Linked DNA regions of Mus musculus: region 1 is linked to region 2. The links are chromatin contacts, called in public Hi-C maps. All regions are on one chromosome and are shown on one strand. Each heading gives the region's core, a stretch centred on a gene start, on an enhancer-like site or on the middle of the called end of the contact. The rest is flanking DNA. Distances are from core to core; before and after follow the strand shown.

What was found. A called contact is a pair of places that touch in the nucleus more often than the background predicts.
Region 1: a contact with region 2 is called in a Hi-C map of rod photoreceptor, with 5 times the contacts expected there. The contact joins the promoter of Psmg1 here to the promoter of Cfap298 in region 2. A contact is called at or near these places in 2 of 39 promoter capture datasets (erythroid cells and pre-B cells), 5 of 484 Hi-C or Micro-C datasets (CD4 T cells, neutrophils, regulatory T cells and 2 more) and 1 of 9 other capture datasets (liver).

What each region holds. Positions count from the first base shown.
Region 1 is chr16:95,987,833-95,992,607 of GRCm38.p6, reverse strand. It overlaps Psmg1 (proteasome (prosome, macropain) assembly chaperone 1), which reads left to right and starts at 1,648. Exons shown (of 7, transcript NM_019537.3): 1 at 1,648-1,854; 2 at 3,010-3,116; 3 at 4,497-4,648. The coding sequence starts at 1,718. Brwd1 (bromodomain and WD repeat domain containing 1) reads left to right here. Exons shown (of 42, transcript NM_145125.3): 42 at 1-516.
Region 2 is chr16:90,931,638-90,936,234 of GRCm38.p6, reverse strand. Cfap298 (cilia and flagella associate protien 298) reads left to right here and starts at 1,386. Exons shown (of 7, transcript NM_026502.2): 1 at 1,386-1,653. The coding sequence starts at 1,515. It overlaps Synj1 (synaptojanin 1), which reads left to right. Exons shown (of 32, transcript NM_001164483.1): 32 at 1-138.

The DNA of each region.
Region 1 (4,775 bases), core at 399-2,898, 5.1 Mb before region 2:
GTATAAATCAAAAAAACAATGGAACCTAGGGGTGTGTATTTTTCATTAACAGTAATGCACATTTTTTTCAGTTATATGTATGGCCAAAGTGTCCAGATTACTTGAGAAACTTGTTTGTGGTTGCATGCCTGCTTAAAACAAAAACACAACTCAGAATTCTAACATAGTGTGTGTCTTTTTGTAACTCACTCTGAAATCTTCAGCATCTTGCTACAAGCACAGGAAGAGTTCCCTTCCTCCTCTTTGGTGCATGGGTTTGGTTTATTTATTTATTTATTTTGAGCTTTAATGAAAAATTTAAATGTCCAATCCCAAATGTCATAGAATTACTTATTGAGCAATTATATCCTCAAGAAATGCCATGAAATGAAAATATATCAGTCTAATGAAGACCTGTGAATTTTGGCAGTGTGAATTGAAGATCTGAAGTTACATCTTGCTGTCTGATCCTGTCCAGCCTTTTATAATGGAATCCCTTTCTGGCCTTTAATTGGAACATATTTTTATTTACCCTTTAAAGTGTTTGGTCTCTTTATTGTGACTGAATGGAGTAACACTGTAGTAAAATCCCTCCTGCAAATGTGTGCCGACAAGCCACCACTTCCCTATGATTTACCAACACGCTTCAGATTTCTGTTGGTGCTTTTTTCATGTGTGAGTGAGAAATCAAATCGAGTATCTTTATCAGCAAAGTATCCGCTTAAGAAACCAGCAAAGAGACAGCCAGGGACATCTGCTCTTCAGCTCGCTTCTACTAACCCTGGAATCTGAGTCTTAAAGACACCACACTGAGAATCTTGTGTGTGTGCTATAGTTACACACAAAGTGTTCTAGTTGGTATACATCTGCTTTTTATTTATTTCTTTGGTTTTTCTAGACAGGGTTTCTCTGTGTAGCCAAAGGATGTCCTGGAGCTCCCTCTGTAGACCATGATGGCCTTGAACTCAGAAATCCATCTGCCTCTGCCTCCCGGGTGCTGGGATTAAAGGTGTGTGTCACCACTGCCCGGCATTCATCTGCTTTTTATTAACCAGTGAGTATGTATGTTAAGATTGATATGCTTTTTCCTCCCAGTAGACTTGAAGCATCGTTTTTCTACATTGTGAGAGATTTTTAAACAACTTTCCAAGAGTTTTGATTTTTAAAGGACCCTCTGATCCCCAAACATTTTACCCTGGGCAATGCAGTCTCCATTTCCTCACAAGCAAATCTAGAATGTGTTTTTATTTCCCACTGAGGTGCCAGTTACCCTTTTTCTCGTGGGAGCAGCATTCGGTGGAGCTCTTTGTCTTCCAGCACACAAACCAGAAACACACATTCTTCCTGTCATTAAAGTAGAAAACACGGTCTATGAGTTACATATGGCCAGGTTTTAAAAAGCCTAGCCTTGCAGCCTCACTCATGTTCTCTGAATCCGCTTGCAGTCATCAACCCTGGAGCTGTCTGTGCTTCACCCGCAGCTCTGGGTTTCCTCCACGGGTGGGTCCTTGCAGGAGGGTCGCCGGGTGTGGAGCGGGCGCTGCGTGCCCCGGTTAACAGGATGACGGAAGCGCGCCGCGGGACATTTCTCGCGGCGGACCGGAAGCTCTTAGGTTCTCCCCCCTCCCCCCACGGAAGGCGTATCCTCGCTCGGAGGCGGGGTGGGGGCGTGGCTTGGAGGGGGCGTGACTGCGGGCCGGCGCGCATGCGCTGTCTGGCCGCGCGGAGCTGAGGGACCATGGCTGCCACGTTCTTTGGCGAGGTGGTGAAGGCGCCGTGCAGAGCTGGGACTGAGGAGGAAGAAGAGGAGGAGGAGCAGAGCAGGCGGGACACGCCGGAGGACCGGGAGGTCCGGCGGCAGCTGGCGCGGAAGAGGTCAGGCTCCCGGAAGGCTGCGAGCGTCAGGCGGTGTCGGCCTGCAGGGTGCCCTGCGTTCACGCTGGGACGTCGGCAGCCCAGCGATGCTCGCCCTCCACCGTGCACTTTAGGTCACGCCGCATGTCGGCCGTATTTCTTTCAAAACTACTTTCAGACACAGAAGTCAGGTCACGCCAGCCCCTTCCTTGGTCAAGGTTTTACCACATTCATTTCCTCTCCCACCACCCCTACGAGTTTCCGATTAGGACTCCCCACACGTCTTCCTAAGCATGCTGTCTCAATTATTTGTACTCTAGAGCAAACCCACACATAAAATATGCACATAATTAAACTTTGTTGATTCTCCTATTTTTTCAGTACCTCCATTCTGAGCTTTTAGGCGGGTTCTCGGATCAGAACTTGGGTCGTCATGTTTGTGTTGGCAACTTAGCACCTTCCCTACCCCACGTTTGCTAATAACACGTTTTCAGTATCATACCAGTCCACAGTCAAATTCACCTAGATTTTTAAAATACACTTCCCGGTGATTGTGTCAACGACAGACACTTTTGGCAGTTCGTTTCATTTGACAGCTCCCTCTCACTTCTCACACTCTTCCCGAGAGCCCTGATTTGTCTGATGGTCAGTCTTAGCTTACTTTTGCCACAGCTAAATGCTTGAACGTTTGTTTGAAGTCTTGGTCACATTCAGCATTTTGCGGGCTGGAGTGTTGGAGATGCTTTTAGTGTCTTTTTACATTGTGTCTGGCTTGTGGGTGCTGGCATTGTGTGTGTCAGGCTAGTATGAAGTTTGTTAGTAGTTTTACTCATAAAAAGAAAGTGTTTTATCCATTTGCAAGGGCACCAAGGACACTGATTATTTTATCTAACACCATCTATCCATCCAACTATCCACTCATCTCTGTCTTCTATCACCTACCTATTTATCCATCCATGTATATGTAAATATAGCACCTTTCTACTACCCATATAAATATCTATAAGTAACATGTCTACCATCGATCTCATCTGTCTTCCATCTATTTATACATCCAGCTCTATATAGCACCTATCACTTAATCTCTTAATCTGACTGTCATTCTGCCCATCACCATCTCTTACAGTGAACTGGTGGTCACAGTCATATTTGTTCACTTTTGTCTCTTGCTGTTAGGGAGGTTCGGCTTCTCCGAAGACAGACAGAAACATCTCTGGAGGCTGTGCTCCTAGAGACACACCCTTGCTCCAAGTTTATAATTGCAGTAGGAAGCAACGCAACAGGTAAGTGCCAGTGTCAGGAGTATATGTCCCGTTGGAAGAATGGACTCGAAGGTCCTTCTGCATGTATCTTACGTATTTTAAAAAGTTCACAACAGGTCCTGGGCATGTGGCTCAGGTGATAGAGTGCTTGCCTGTCAATCACAAGACCTTGGGTTTGAATCCCAGTACCATGTGAACTGGGCACAATGAAATCCGAGCACTCAGCAGGTGGGAAGTGGCAGAAGAGAGCATGAAGAAGTTCCAAGGCCAAGATGGGCTCCGTGAAGCCTGTCTTCAAAAGCCACAGTCGTTTTACTTCATGTAGGATAGATTGCCTGTTCTTTCCATCTTTGTAATGAGATTTAAAGGAAATATGCTTAGCTTCAGAATTACAGTTCAAGGCCCTGTTTTCCAGTTTGTTATGGTGTCCACAGGTCTAGCAGTAATTGCTTACATCTGGAACACTTCAGTTCTAAGGTCTTTGAATGCACTTATTGACCTGGTAGGTTCAAAGTAGAGTAATGTGAGTTTACTTGGATCAGTGTTGTATGTCAGTACACATGGAGATCTTTATAATTTCACTGGGTTTGCAGTCTCTGAGGAGATCATTTGAGAACTCTAGTTAGGAGCTCTTGCCCTGTAAGTGAGCCGTAGTACTTAGAGACTGTGTAAGTAGGCAGTAGACTCGCCCATTATATAAAGGTCTGCTTGCCTAATTGTTTTTAGAAGAATCTTACATTGTGAGACTGGTGCAGAGTCTGTGGACAAGTCCACTCCCTGTGTGTAGTTCTTTGTGGAGAGTGGAGACTTTTCACTCCTCAGCCTCAAATTTTGTTGGCTCCAAAGTGGTCCAATTAGAAGGTCTTTAATGTTTTAAAAAGAAATTTATGCCAGGTGTGGTGGTGCACTCCTTCAATCCCAGCACATGGGAGGAAGGACAGGTGGACTTCATGAGTTCAAGGCCAGCCTAGTCTACAGGTTGAGTTCTAGGACAGCCAAGGCTACCCAGAGAAACCTTGTCTTAAAAAACAAAACATCAACAAAAAAATTTAAATCCGTGCTTTTTTTTTTGTTTGTTTGTTTTTTCGAGACAGGGTTTCTCTGTATAGCCCTGGCTGTCCTGGAACTTACTTTTGTAGACCAGGCTGGCCTCGAACTCAGATATGTGCATATTTTTATGTGTGGGTTTGCTTTGGAGTATAAGCTAGAGGAGGGCATCAGCTCTCCTAGAGTTGCGAGTCACCAGGGGGAGGGCGCTAGGAACCAAGCTGGGGCACAGGAGCAGTAGTCAGTGTGAACTCTAGATGGGTCAGTGTGAACTGTTTTCGGGTAGCTGAGCTTTGGTTTGAGTGGGTAGTTCACACAGCAGACACCGGTTCACGGGAACATTTCTCTCCACAGCATTCCTGTCAGCGTTTGTTATGAACTCGGGAGTCTGGGAAGAAGTCGGTTGTGCTAAGCTCTGGAATGAATGGTGCAGAACTACAGACACTGTCCGTCTGTCCCCTACAGATGTTTTCTGTGTGTTTTATCAACTGAAATCAGATCCCTCGGTATGTGAGACTTGACTTAGTATTCTTGAAACATGGTCATGTAGGCACGAGCCCTCGATAGTAAGCAGATTCTCATGCCAGGCCTCTGTCACCCAGGATATTCTCTGTCCTGATACTCATTTCTAAT
Region 2 (4,597 bases), core at 137-2,636:
GAGGTTTATCGCTTATGTGGCATACAGTATTTATAACTATATACTTTATAGAAGTACAGTATTAAAGTTGCTGGTATACATTCTGTACATATCTTGTGAGATGTGCTGTCATATGAAATAAATATGTCTTTATCACCAGCTGACTTCTTTACTCAAAAGGGAAGAGGTTTTTTTTTCTCTCTATGCATGTGTGCACTCCCACATTCGTGTGTGTGTGTGTGTGTGTGTGTGTGCACATAATACATGCAGGGAATAAGAGGTAGTTTATTCTGAAGCCAAATTTGAATGAATGACCATGACAGATTTGGGTTACCCCAAATTCCATGTTCACAAAGTTTTGTAGCTCTCTAAGACAAAGTCGTAAGTCATGGCAAGTTTAAAATACATTGGTGGAAATGCCAGAGAGGCATATACAGTAAGACGAAGTTTTTCTTTAGTTACCAGATGCTATTTGACGATATTCTTAACTTTTGGGTTAGTGAAAGCTACGTTTATAGATTTCAGAGCCTATATGCAAGTTATTTCTGACCCATAGGAGGGCAATGGACGTCTGTTCTAGGAGCTATAGCTAACAGAGACAAGGTAATCAGTCTGGACCCGCAGATTCACAGCCTCTCCACATCACTGCTGTTTTTATTACACAGCTTCTTTCCAGGAATTTCCATTGGCAAGTAAAAAATTTAATGTGCCATCACCACAAACAAACAAAAAACCCTCACCATTTAGCGAAACTATGAGTTTGAGATCATTTCAAAGCACAGGTTAATTTTCTTTGCTAATTTTCTTTACTCCTCTATTTGATTTTCTTCCATCCATTTGTTTTCTCTTTATAACACTAAAATGGGATCCTCAGCTGTGTCTGAGCGCCCTGGAAGAACAGCGCTGCGCCCGCTTGCCCTATCTGAGATTGTGGGGGACCGAGACTCCATGGGACGGGCGATAGACAGCTGTGGAACTAAATGAGCTCTGCACAGCAGCAGCGCTCCCCACTTTTTGACCGGAGACCCAAAGCAGAAGGCATTTCCGGAAGCGATCCGTGCCTGCGCGAAACCAGTCTGAGTTTGGCGGCGGCTATGCTCCCATAGTGCCCAGCGCTCGCTCTCATTCTTAATCCAGGAGTCGCCATGCTCCTCCAGCGGACATCTCCCGAGTCCCCGGACCGTCCGCACAGGCCTCTAGCTGTTAGTTTGGGTTTTGGTTGCCCGGGCAACAGCTACTTCCGGGAGCGGCGACTGTGCGGCCCGCACAACCTGTTCTTCAGCGCCTCCGGCCTTCCAGGCGCGAGTTCTAACTGGGCACGAGCTCAATGTTTGACTGTTGCCCCTGGCAACAGCCACTTCCGCGAGCGTGCGCCGTTTTCTTCATCCCTCCGGGCTGAAGCGTGAGCCGCGTTCCACGGTTCCTCCTCGGAGCAGCGGTTAATCTCAGGCTGGTGTGGGTCCGGCCGACCCGGCTCGGGCCTCGTGGTCCCTGCCCCGCAGCCTTGCCACCTCGGCGGCGCCTCTGGCGCAGCCATGGTTGTGCTGCACGTGAAGAGAGGCGACGAGAGCCAGTTCTTACTGCAGGCGCCCGGGAGCACGGAGCTGGAAGAGCTCACGGCGCAGGTGGCCCGCGTCTACAACGGGCGGCTGAAGGTGCACCGGCTCTGCTCAGGTGCGGAAAGGGAGGCCGGCGGCTTCGGGGTCAGGGGGCAGCGCCCGGGGTCGCGAGGATTTGGGGAGATTTGCCGTAGCCCGGGGTGGGAAAGGAGCATCAGGGTTGACCGGGGATGAAAGACCAACGGCTGGAGGAAACCCAGGCTCGCCAGCCAACCGCCGACTCGGAGGAGAGCAGCCGGGATGCCAAGTGAGGCTGAGCTAAGCCGGGATTTGGGCTTCCGGGAAGTGCGAACGTACTGGGTCGAAAGGTGGCGGGACGGAGCTGAGGGATCGGGGACGGTGGGAGTTGTCAAGGGTGAGGGTGGAGTGAGTGGTGGCTGCAGGGAAGGGGGACAGTTTGAGACGCTAAAAGCCCTGGCCCTTGAGTCTCTTCGCTTTGAAGCCGCCCATGAAAGTTCTCACCGGGAGAGCCTTGGTGTTGTTTTCTGTCTCCTAGGAAACACATGATTTTTACATTATAGAGAACGCCTTAAGACCCGTTTTATATATATAATCAAACTTAACTGCTTTCAAAGAAGGCTCAATATTAAATGACATATTAAAAGTAAAACATTTAGGGGGTGGGGGGAACCTCCGGGTCTTTAACATCATAAACCGAAAGTGTGGGGCAGCATGTAAGAACTGCATGGGTGAGCCAGGCGGTGGTGGCGCACGCCTTTAATCCCAGCACTTGGGAGGCAGAGAGAGGCGGATTTCTGAGTTCGAGGCCAGCCTGGTCTACAAAGTGAGTTCCAGGACAGCCAGGGCTATACAGAGAAACCCTGTCTCAAAAAAAAAAAAAAAAAAAAAAAAAAAACAAGAATTGCATGGGTGAATCTACACAGAGGTAGGCACTGAAGCAAATACCATGGAGGATCACTGCCCCTGGCCTGCGCCTCACGACTTGCTCAGCCTGCTTTCTCATACCACCCAGGACCACTTGCCTAGGGGTGATACCACCCGGAGAGTGCTACCCCCCCCCCCCTTACTGTCATTGAGAAAATGCCTTACCTACAGACTTGCCTACAAACAGTCTGAAATAGACATTTTCTCAGTTGAGGTTCCTTCTTCCTAGATACGTCTATGTTCATGCCAGGTCAACAAAAGCCAAGCAGAACCAATTGCTTCCTTGTCAACACCAATCGACATATCACCATGAAACCATAACCCTCTCCTTTTTGTTTATCCCCAAGACCTTATTAATATGGATATCTCAATATAAAACAAATTCCAACTTTCAGAAGTTCCACAGGCTTTTAAATTTTTTCACTTTAAAAATGCAGTCTCTTTCAAAGTTCAAACCTCTCTGTAATATCCATTACCGGGCACCTGTAAAAAGACCTAATCTCACTCCAAGAGGGAAGACCATGAGCGCACTCGCACTGGAAGGAGAACTGAAGTGCAGCCCTGTGAAGCTCGCTGTCAGAGGTGCGGGACTCAGGGTCTTCTCCGCTCCCTCTGCTCTGCAGGGCCCACAGAACACATCTCACAGGCTGAGGCTGGCTCCACTCCGTAGCTGCTGCTGTCCTTGGTGGTCATCCCATGGTGTTGGCATTTCCAAACTGCCGGAACCGCAGGCTTCCCCTTACCAATGGCACCGATTGCCTCTTGGCCTCTCTTTGGGCTCTCTCACCCTGCATCATGATGCCAGGCCTCAGCCTCTCTCCATGATCCTTTCAATCCTGGGGTTTCCCTGAAACTGAAGTTTGACCTGGCCTCTTCCTATGCCCAGCCTCTACTGTTCTCCATGACTCTTCATGCCCTCACAATCAGTACCATCTGGAAGGTGCATACACTTGGCCAAGTTTGGCTGCAGGCATGAGCGGGCTTTGGCCCCCTCTAGACAACAGCTCTGTCCGTTGACCCTCAGGAAGCTTATCCCAGAAGGTTTTTGTCTTAACGATATTGTTATTTTCTTAGTCACAGCTGATCTCAGCCCTGGCAAGGGTTTCACACTGCAGTGGTTCTGGTCTGGTCTTACAGCTCTGGCTGAGCAGAACCAACGGGGTGGGTGGGTTGAACTCAGAGATCTGCCTGCCTCTGTGTCCCAAGTGCTGGGATTAAATGTGGGAAGATTCTTAATACAAAATACCACACGAATGGCCCAGGTAGAGTCTTGATTTCCCTCTTGACGTTCACAGGCAAACCTGCATCATCTGCCCTGCTCTCTGCCTTGGAGCTCCTCCAATGGCCCAGTGAGTGCTGAGGGCTCCGTGGCTTTTCCAGCACAGAGTTCCAATGGTTAGGTCTGTCATGATGTGCCATGGTCCTCATACCAATTCCGTCTTCAGTAGCTTTCTGTAGCTGTGAAGAAGAAAGAAAACAACAGTAGAAATGAAGGAAGCAAGGAAGGAAGGAAAGAAGGAAGGAAGGAAGGAAGGAAGGAAGGAAGGAAGAAAAAACCACCATGACCAAAAACCTTGAGGAGGAAAGGGTTTTTTTCATTTTGACAGTTTTAGTTCCTGAGGGAGGTCAAGGCAGGAAGCTGAAAGGAAACCCCTACTGGCTTGTTCCTCAGGTTTTGTTCATTCTTTGTCACCCCAGACCATCTGCCCATCCAGTGGCGACGCCTGACGTGTGCTCAGTAGTCATGACTCAAACATATGCCCTACAACTAGCCTATAGGCATCTGAGGGAGACGGTTTCTCAATTGAGGTTCCCTCTCCCTGGCTATATGTAGGTTTGTGCCAGGTTGACAAAAAACAACCTGCACAGTTGCCTAAATCCTTCCCAGTGATTTTTATGAAGTGTCATTATAAAGTTTTGTGAGTACGTTTGTGGGTGGGTGCCTCTGTGCCAGAGCAGGGAGGGGATCTATGTGTGAGGCCCGTGTAACGGGTGTTGTGTGACCTTGGGTTTTTAGAGCAGGCTGGCCAGCAGCCAATCCCCAGGGGTCCCCAGGCCTCTACCTTCCCCTAGATACCCCTACTCTCAGTGCACTGCACCACACTGGCCCTTTT